2 separate regions of the Sus scrofa genome follow, and region 2 is linked to region 1. A link is a contact called in public Hi-C data. All regions are on one chromosome and are shown on one strand. Each heading gives the region's core, a stretch centred on a gene start, on an enhancer-like site or on the middle of the called end of the contact. The rest is flanking DNA. Distances are from core to core; before and after follow the strand shown.

Region 1 (4,474 bases), core at 716-3,215:
TTTAATTTTATTTGTTCAAGTATATACATTTACTTTCAAAAGTAACATATGTATACATTATAGAAATACATATATATTGTAGTGCTACCTTAAGGAATGAATTATATGTGTACTAATACATGAACATTCTCAAAATTTTAGAAAATACAGAGGAACAAGATGAAAATTAATCTGATCATTGAAGTAATAACCATTCATAATCTTTGGCATATAACCTCCTATTTTTTTCTTTTTCTTTTCTTCTATTGTTGTAAGAACACTTAAATGAGATGAGCCCTCAACAGATTTTAAGTGCAAAATGCAGCATTGTTGACGACAGGTGCAATGTTGTAAGCAGATCTCAACAACCTTTTCTACTTGCTTAGCTCAAACTTTATACTAGTTAATTAGTAATGTTCTAAGGAATATGTTTTTAAATTGAAACATTTTAATTAGAAAAATTTGATTTCACAAATTTTTTAATAGTTTGCAGCAATTTTAATTATTCCCACTATACAATTGAAATCCTAAGAATACCTTCTATCTATTGGTAGGAAAATTACCTTATCTTTAAAGAATTTCCTTCTCATGATTCTTTTGAAAAGCATTCAATAGCTGATATTTTTTGGTCACCAAATCAAAGCCATCCTTCATCATATCCTATCTCCATAATTTTTTCTTTGGTGGACATTACTAATATTCACCTATATCTGGTTCTTCTCTCATTTTAAATTTCAGCCATTGGAGAATTCATGAGATTTTATCTGGCCAGTGACTGTGGTCAGATATGACATATGATGTGGGCAAAAATATGAAAGAACTAGTCAACACCTTTCCAACTGTCTCATCCTCTATCATCCTGACTGGGTAGATTGCGTATTCTACTCAGGTATGGGATGATGGAATTCTCAGCTTGGATGGCTGTCTTAGTAACTGGAGGACAGTTAACCTACAGCTGAGGTCCCAAGAGACAATTAAGTCTTAATTTGTGAAAGCAAATTGACTTCTCTCTTATGCATCTAGAATGATTATCATATGCATCATGCTAAGATAATTGAAAAAAAAAATAGTTGAATTGTGAAAGTTTGCCCCTAAAAAGGTACTAAACTTGCAATGGAGTTTGCCTGATTGACTTATAAACTTTGCTGAGGTTGGCCACTGAGACTCTGAAAACAAAGTAATGACGTCTATACTAATACTGTTGTTTTAGGAAAATCTTACTTTGAATAACCATTTCAATTGTCTCTGTGAGAAACACCAAACCAAGTCTTTTTTAAAAAATATACATATAATTAAATTCTTCATATTATACCTTGAAATGGCCAAAATACATCATTTTCCTCTTTTCTCAGGTACCCACAGACTACATTCCCAGCCCTCTACATTCTTATAGCACTTACTTGTATTATTCCATTTATTTATATTACAATTTCCTCTTGAAGTATATTTTAGTAATATTTAGAAAACTCTTACTATACCAGCCTGAAAGGGAACATCCACGATGGTCATAAATATGGTCTATGACTCTTAGTTTCCATTCAACATAATTTCTAAATATAAGCACTCTAACTCCCTCTTTCTCCAGGCAGAGTCCCAAGTATCTCATATGATTTCTTTGGCAGGCATTCAAATTCTGATAAAGCTGCTGTGCCGACATCATCCCTAACAACTACCCTGAATTTGCTGCTTTTCTGCCTTGTGACTTGACCTTGACATTGCTGCTGGAATAAATGTGATACTGCTATCACTTCCCACGTTGTTGTCACTCCTTTTGTCAGTATCAGTGGTCCTTTGAAGTAAAGGAGTTCCCTTTGCCTGCATTATCACGGAGTATTACCAATGAATACTAAGAGAAAATTTAATGTTTGGGGCTAACTCACAAGTTTCTTCATTAAATGACCTACTGATCCTAAGACTGGGAACTATGGCTTAATTGTAATTTTCATTAGATAGTAGGGCTTAGATTTCCAGAAATACATAGTGCTTATTCTAGATAACCTCAAAGAACATGGCAGAGGTGACCTTGCTGTAGTGGACCTAGTTATGAGAATGAGATGTGAGAGTCAGGCAGAAAATAGATGTGGGAGAAACGAAATGGGAAAAGAGGAAGATGAGGCATTACTACTTTAAATGCAATGAGTTTGAGGTAACTGTGATGGAATTGGGAAGACTTGTCAATGGTTTAGGAAAAAAAACCACTAGCTTTAAAAGTTACTAATATAAATGAAAATGTTGGAGTATATATACAAGTGTATTTTTTTATATTTGATTAATTACAAAGAACTGCCACGCTTGAAAAACACAGTTAAAAAGTTCTCTGTTATGAAACATCTAGAGGTGTTGAATTATATATAATAATCATCTTTGAAAGTAAATAGCTGAGCTTGCAAGTAAAATGAGGTATCTCTAATGGGACAAGATCATGAAAGAAGCTGAAAATAAGACAATAAGTGGGGCGATGAAGCCATACTTACCCTGACTGTTTGAATCTTTTGTCACCCAGCGACTTGCATTTCAATGATGTTGGGCTCACTCAAGTTAAGGATTTAGAAATGGAACCTAGAGCCCTCAAGGGGTCGTGTGAAAGTATGGATCAGAAGGAAAAAAAAAGAAAAATCTGCCTGAAAGCAAAGGAAGAAACAAAGGAAACATATACTGTAGCCCAGAAATAGTCGAAAGCTTTCACCTGAGAATTTTTAAAAATCAAGCCATCCCTCGAGTAGAGTTGGAATTGTTTGCACTATTTATAAGCTCTGACAAACTACATGCAAAGAAATAATGAATTCAAAATAATTTCAGGTTAGTAGAACTCTCAAGTGTCGAGCAGAAGCAGACATAGATATTCTCTGGAACAATGTGCCCCAATATAAGACTTGAAGAATATTTAAAAAGCCCAGGCATTTGAATAAGAATTTGTAATTCAGAATAAATAACATAAAGGGAAACAAACCACCAGAATAAACCCCCGAAGAATCAACTGACAGTAAAAGAAGACTTTTCAGAAACTTCTGATACTGAAATTCCAAGATATTAAATTTTAATAAGCATTTTAAATAAATAAAAAGTAGAACCGAGATATAACAAAGAATAGGTTATCAAAAACGGGTTGAAAAAATAGAATATAGATATTGAAATCTGAAACCTCAATTAAGGTATTAAATGTAAAATTAATCACAGCTAAAGAGAGAATTAGTAAATTGGAAGAAACCTGAAAAATACCTAAAATCCAACGTAAAGAAGCAGAAGTGTCAAATATGGAAGATTGTTTTAAAATTTGGAAGATAATGAGGTCTTATACAACTAAATGTGTTTTTGGAAAGAAAGAATACAAGAAATGAGGTAGAGACAATATTTGAAATATTAACAGTTGTGAAATACTCAAAGATGCTAAATCTTTGTGTGGGACACTGTGCTCTTGCTACAGAAAACCATTTTTTCAAGTCCTCTGAACTTTGGGATCCATTCGCTAGTTCTCAGAAAAACTATTTAATCGGAAAAAATGAAGTGGGTCACTTTCTGACTCTCATTGTTACAAGTGGTTATTTCCCATTATCAATTTACCGCCCTTGCTCCACCCCTCCCTGTTTCTGTCTCTCTACCAAACATGATGCATTGATAAACCCATGTTGATCTTGAATAAACTTGATTTCAGAGTTCTTCCTTAGAGGACAATAGCCCAGAAAAAATACTACCCAGGAACATTGAATTTAAGTTTACTTGAGCAAGAAATAAAACTTGTAAGTATGTTAAACTATTGACTCTGGGATTTATTTGTTATAGCATATAGTATTAATTACCCTGACTAATACACTGAGACTCAGGAAACCTACTGAATCTTAAGCATGATAAGTAAGAAATACTTATGTACATCAGAATAACACAATAAGAGCACAACAAAAGTAAACAATAATCTTAATCAGAAACCAAGTTCTATATATTTTTCCTTTAATCTGTCTCTGAAAGTTAACTACCTTGTTCCTAGCTCCATGATAAATACCTGAATTTGTGTCTTTACCCTTCCCATGAAACACTGAAAGAGCTTCCTAATGGCTCTTCATCCTCCATCCTTGTCCCTCTTCTAATTCTTTCTTCATCCATAAGAAAGTGTGATCTTTAAGAAGTGGAAATCAACTATTACCATACTTCTGCTGTAAAACTTGAGTGGATTTCCATTTCTCTGGGATATGGTTCAGACTTTATAATTTAAGTTTCAAGGCTTTCATCAATATGACTAAGCCTAATTCACCATTTTATCTCTTGCTATTCTCATTGTCTCTGGCCATACCAGATGTACTTTATTTCATTTAATGAGTTATTCTCTCATTTCTAGGTGTTCCAACATTCTGTTTGTTCACCTGAAATACTTTTTCTTTCATTTAAATATCTTTTATGTATTCTGTAGGTCTCATTTCAAATGTCCTTTCACTTGAGAAATTTCATTAGATAATCAAGATTAGTTTTAATCTTTGAGTCTCCATTATGGAAGCATTCAAAT
Region 2 (4,474 bases), core at 920-3,419, 690 kb before region 1:
GTTTCCACTCTAGTGCACCCCCTGGCGTCTGGAAAGAGAATTACCTCCACTTAAAAAGGAGCTTTCAGACATTTTGGCATCTGAGTTATTGAGAAGAAACTGCAGGCAGTAATATCATTCCTTCTGGCTGAGTTTCATCTTCGCTTTGGGGTCTTCTGATTTTTATCCCCTTAAAGCAACCACTTATAGGGAAGAGAATGCCCACCATGACAATGCTAGTATTCTCTCTTCTTGAAGTACCTTATGTCAGCAGCCCAGAACCAGCAACACTAGGATTCCTAGACCCCATGTGTTGGTGGCTTTCCTGTCTACAAAGTAAGTTGCCTTTGTCAGGAGGTCTTAACCCCTGCAGCACCTTGGATAATCAGACTTGGGACATTAGAGGTCAGCTGCTTTCCTTTTTCATTCTTTGTCAGGAGGTCTTAACCCCTGCAGCACCTTGGATAATCAGACTTGGGACATTAGCAGGAGGGGTCAAGCTAGCTTTCCTCTTTTCCATTGGAATTCTTCCTACTTAGATTTCTCCAGGAATCTCTAGATTCCGTGATTTATCTCCCATAAAAATGTCTTTCTATTAAATACCATTTTTATTTCCCATTTTTAAAATTTTCATTTTTCCAAAATACTATTTGTGTTTATTAAACAACAACAACAATTATTTTCCGTTCCGTTTCTCCCAATGTGAACCGGAATTTTTATCTAATGTCATTTATTGCTTTTCACGTAGTTTCTAACATTTCGCTACTTCCATGGAATTTTTGTTATCCTTTTTTTTACCCACCTGTCTTTCCTAAAAGAGCATAGTAGGGGCACTAGCTCCAGGGTAGCCCCCCTTATGCTATTACTAGCTGTGCGATCCTAGAAGAGTCATTACTTCTCTCTGAGCTTCGATCTGTAAGTGGGAGGAATAAGGTCTTACCTCCCTGGGGCAGAAGGAGGGTGGACTAGGTAATTCTAACTAGGAAATATGGTTATTCCCACTCAGGACATTCTCTCATGTTCTCTGTCTCTTTATGTGCTTGTGTCCTTCTGGACACCTTTCAATCTTTATTGAACTTATCTTTGATTTTTAGTTACATAATCCATATATCTTCCTACAATTTTTCTTGCCTTGTACTTCTTGTGATTTCCATTTGCTGAAGAAGTGAGTGGGTTGGTTTTCTTTCTACCTACCTACTCTCCAGCAGCACCACCAGGGTACCATCCACTGAATACCTGCTCTGTGCCTGGCTTTGTGCCGAATGGTAAACATTACCTCCATAATTTCTTTCAATAATCCTACTGGTTGGCTGTCATCATCCCATTTTATAGATGAGAAGCTCATTGAGGTGAAATAACTCGACCAAGGTCACACACTAAATGGTGGCACCAGACTGTGGACCTGGTCATCCCTGGCTCCAAAGATCACTGCAGTTCCTGTGGCTTTCCAGGAGCTACTCTTTATCCAGCACCTACCATATGTTAGCCACTTAGCATGTATCACCTCTTTGAAGCCTCACAGCAGTATTGTAACCTGGGTATTGTTATTCCATTTTACTGCTGAGGACAATAAAGCTTAGAGAGAGACAAGAGGTGAGTACAGCAGAGGCACACAGCCAACAAATGTTCTCAAATCCAATGTCTGATGACCTGTCTTCTCCCTTCCTTTCTGCTCTCTGCTTTGTGAATGAATCAGGGAGGGAATGGGTCACCTTCCTTCCTCTTTTCCACGATTCTTTGCTTCCTTTATTCTCCTTGGGAAAAAAAAAAAAAAGATAGGACTTCACTTTTCAAATTAAAAATCTAAAACATGCTAGAAGCAAAGGAAAAAAAAAAAAAAAAAAAAAAAGGTGGCATGGGGGCGGGGCAGCTGAAAAGCACAAAAAACCCAGAGCCAGTCCACAGTAACCTTCCACCCAGAGGTGATCGCTTTCTTTTTTCTTTTTTTTTTTCCCCCTTCTTCCTTGCCTGCCCTTGCTTTGCGTCCTCTTAGCCAACAGCCACATTCTTTCTCCACCTCTTCCAGCACAAACTCCCTTTGGGGGTCCGAGTTGCCCCGCTGCGGCACTTGGCACAACGTGTGACACACACATTTGCAAAACTAATCAAGTGTAGCGGGGACAGGGAGTCCCAGCACAGGCTCGGCTAGGCAGCGGCGCGGTTCCCTTTCCCTGGCCCCAGACGTGGGGTGAGCCAGCGAGTCCCTGTAACTGAGCCCCGGCGGCCCCTCTCTGGCTCGTGAAGCCACACAAGCCCTAGCAACGGAAAATGCCACCGGACACCCCGGGCGGCTGCATGTGCAGGGCCGCCCCCGGGAGTCTTTCGTTCTAAGCCAAAGTTCAGCTGAAGGGCAGTTGCCAAGCCAGAAAGTCATGTGCCTCTCATGTTGGTTAGTGTGTCACTTTGAACAGTTCTTATCTGATAGTATTATGACTAACCCAGTGCTGACAGCATGGGACAGATTATAGGGGCCATGTGACAATTATTTAAGGCATCACTGAGGGAACAGTGCAGCTTGTATTAACCCATTCTTCCAGGATCACTTTCCCACAGGCGTTCCTTCCCTTGAGAGTCTGGGTAGCAAAGGGGAGGAGGAGAGGAACCAAAAAGTCCACTGGCCCTGGAAGAGTCCTCCTAGTTCCCATTTGGATGGCCCTAGTCGTTTATTTTTGTCCCTGCAGCTTGAGTGGTATGTGCTCTTTGGGCTTAAAAAAAAAAAAAAAAAAAAATCAATGATGATGGTTGTTCATATTTCAGAACCTTTCTTTCCTTACACCTTGTACTGATAAAATTCTACGCCTTTGTCGTTGTTGTTGCTAAGGTTGATCTTTAAGATATTAGAGAGCCGCACTGAAGTCCTGGCTGGAGAAACAGTCCTTCAGCGTCAACCTAAATGTCAGCAGCGAGAAGGCGTTCCTCCCCATCGTATGACTGGCGTTTCGGAGGGTGCAAAGCAGACTTAAGAAATGCTACGATTTATTATTTATACACTGCCCCTGAGTGTACACGGAATGGCACAATAGTCGCCAGCTGCACGAGGGCTGCCTCGCCAAAAATCAAATTCACAGCAGCTCCCACGCCAGAGAGGGACTTTGTCCGGCTTGAAGCTGTGAGAAGGGGTGTAAATGATCTTTATTTTGAGTGAAAAGAAATTTCATAGCTTATTTGGGGACCGAAAAGTACATAAAACAGAGGTTTTGGATCAACATTCGGATGACATCATCTAAATAAGGTCCCAGACACTAAAATATAACTCTATTCAGTGGGGTACCCTGGAGTGACAAAGAGTGGGATCGCAAATCTTTAGGAGATGTTGGAAGACAGCCATGTTTTGAGATTTCCTGGTTGAGTTCAGGCCCTGTTAACATTCAGCTATAAAATGGAATAATAGTAATACCTTCCTTATTGGGTTGTTAAAAAGATTTAATGAGAAGAAGCTTAGACAGGCTTAGCCTAGGGCACAATGAGTGCTCAATGAAAAGTGGCAGGTGTTAGTCTGGTTATTATTCTTGTTATTGTCATTGTTTGCATGCTCCACAGCAGAAGGCAGAAAACTTTGAACACAGACTGGAAATGGTGCCATTTCCAGAATGATTCCCATCTCGGGGTCACTCTAGTCTGTTCTGAGTGAGGGTCAAGCCATACTCAAGTCCTCCCCCTGTGTCCCCATGAGGGCCACCTTTCGTCCCCTCAGTAAAGTGCCTGCTACCACCTTTGTCACTGACCTGCAGCCATGTTCCCACTTTGTTACTGCGGAGGGACCAGGGCCCCTTCCAGCAAAACGATGGAGTGAGTGGGAGGATCCTTGGAGGCAGCATCGGCTCCACTCCTATTGCCCCAAGCAGTTCAGCTCTGGCTTCAAATTGCATGTGTTGTTCAACCGTACAACTGGCCTCTGGTTAACTGTACCTGTAGATGTAGATGGCGGTTTAAGGAACATCTGTTATGATGTGAGCACATGCTGGGGGTTTTATTCTTCTATCTCTGGTAATTTATCAAAGTTTTCCTTCTGCCTCATCTAGCAGCCTCTGTCTCACTTTGTCCATACTGGTACTCCAGCATCCTTTATAGAGCTGTACTCTGTGTCTCTCCCCATTTGACCTAGCATTTAATCTAGTTTGGTGAATTACTTATTCATTTATTTCACAATATTTACTGAGTGCCTGTTTTGTGATAGGCATTCTTCGAGGGCCTGGAGAGATAAAACATGCCCAGAAGTCCAGACCAATTTTGGTGCCTCTCTTCTTCCACCAGAAAATGTGGATTTTTCCCTCTAAGGAAATTCTACTCAGTGGTGGCTGCGTATAGGGGTGTTGACCCTCGGGGGAGAGTAAACCACCAAACCCTGAGAATAGGCCAGATGCTTTTTCCTGATCCCTTTGTTCTGATGAGTCAGATCAGGATTGATATTCAGCTGATATTATGGCAATATCGGTTGTCAAAATATTGGCGTGTTCTGGGTGAATAGCTGTGGCCTGAGCTCAAGTGCCCCCTC

What was found. Hi-C and Micro-C count contacts between places; a contact is called where the count stands out from the background.
Region 2: a Hi-C map of fetal heart ventricle shows a contact between it and region 1, with 3 times the contacts expected there. The contact joins two enhancer-like sites. A contact is called at or near these places in 2 of 47 Hi-C or Micro-C datasets (fetal heart ventricle and heart right ventricle) and 1 of 2 datasets of contacts at active chromatin or transcription factors (skeletal muscle).

Annotation. Positions count from the first base shown.
Region 1 is chr8:17,302,947-17,307,420 of Sscrofa11.1, reverse strand. No RefSeq gene overlaps it. Among named protein-coding and RNA genes, the nearest start is that of ADGRA3, 520 kb to the right of the region's middle. Within about 2 kb of position 1,965, at least 2 of the 83 cell types and tissues checked have an H3K27ac peak or open chromatin away from gene starts, as enhancers often do.
Region 2 is chr8:17,988,581-17,993,054 of Sscrofa11.1, reverse strand. It overlaps a transcript of PPARGC1A not described here. Among named protein-coding and RNA genes, the nearest start is that of PPARGC1A, 44 kb to the right of the region's middle. Within about 2 kb of position 2,169, at least 30 of the 83 cell types and tissues checked have an H3K27ac peak or open chromatin away from gene starts, as enhancers often do.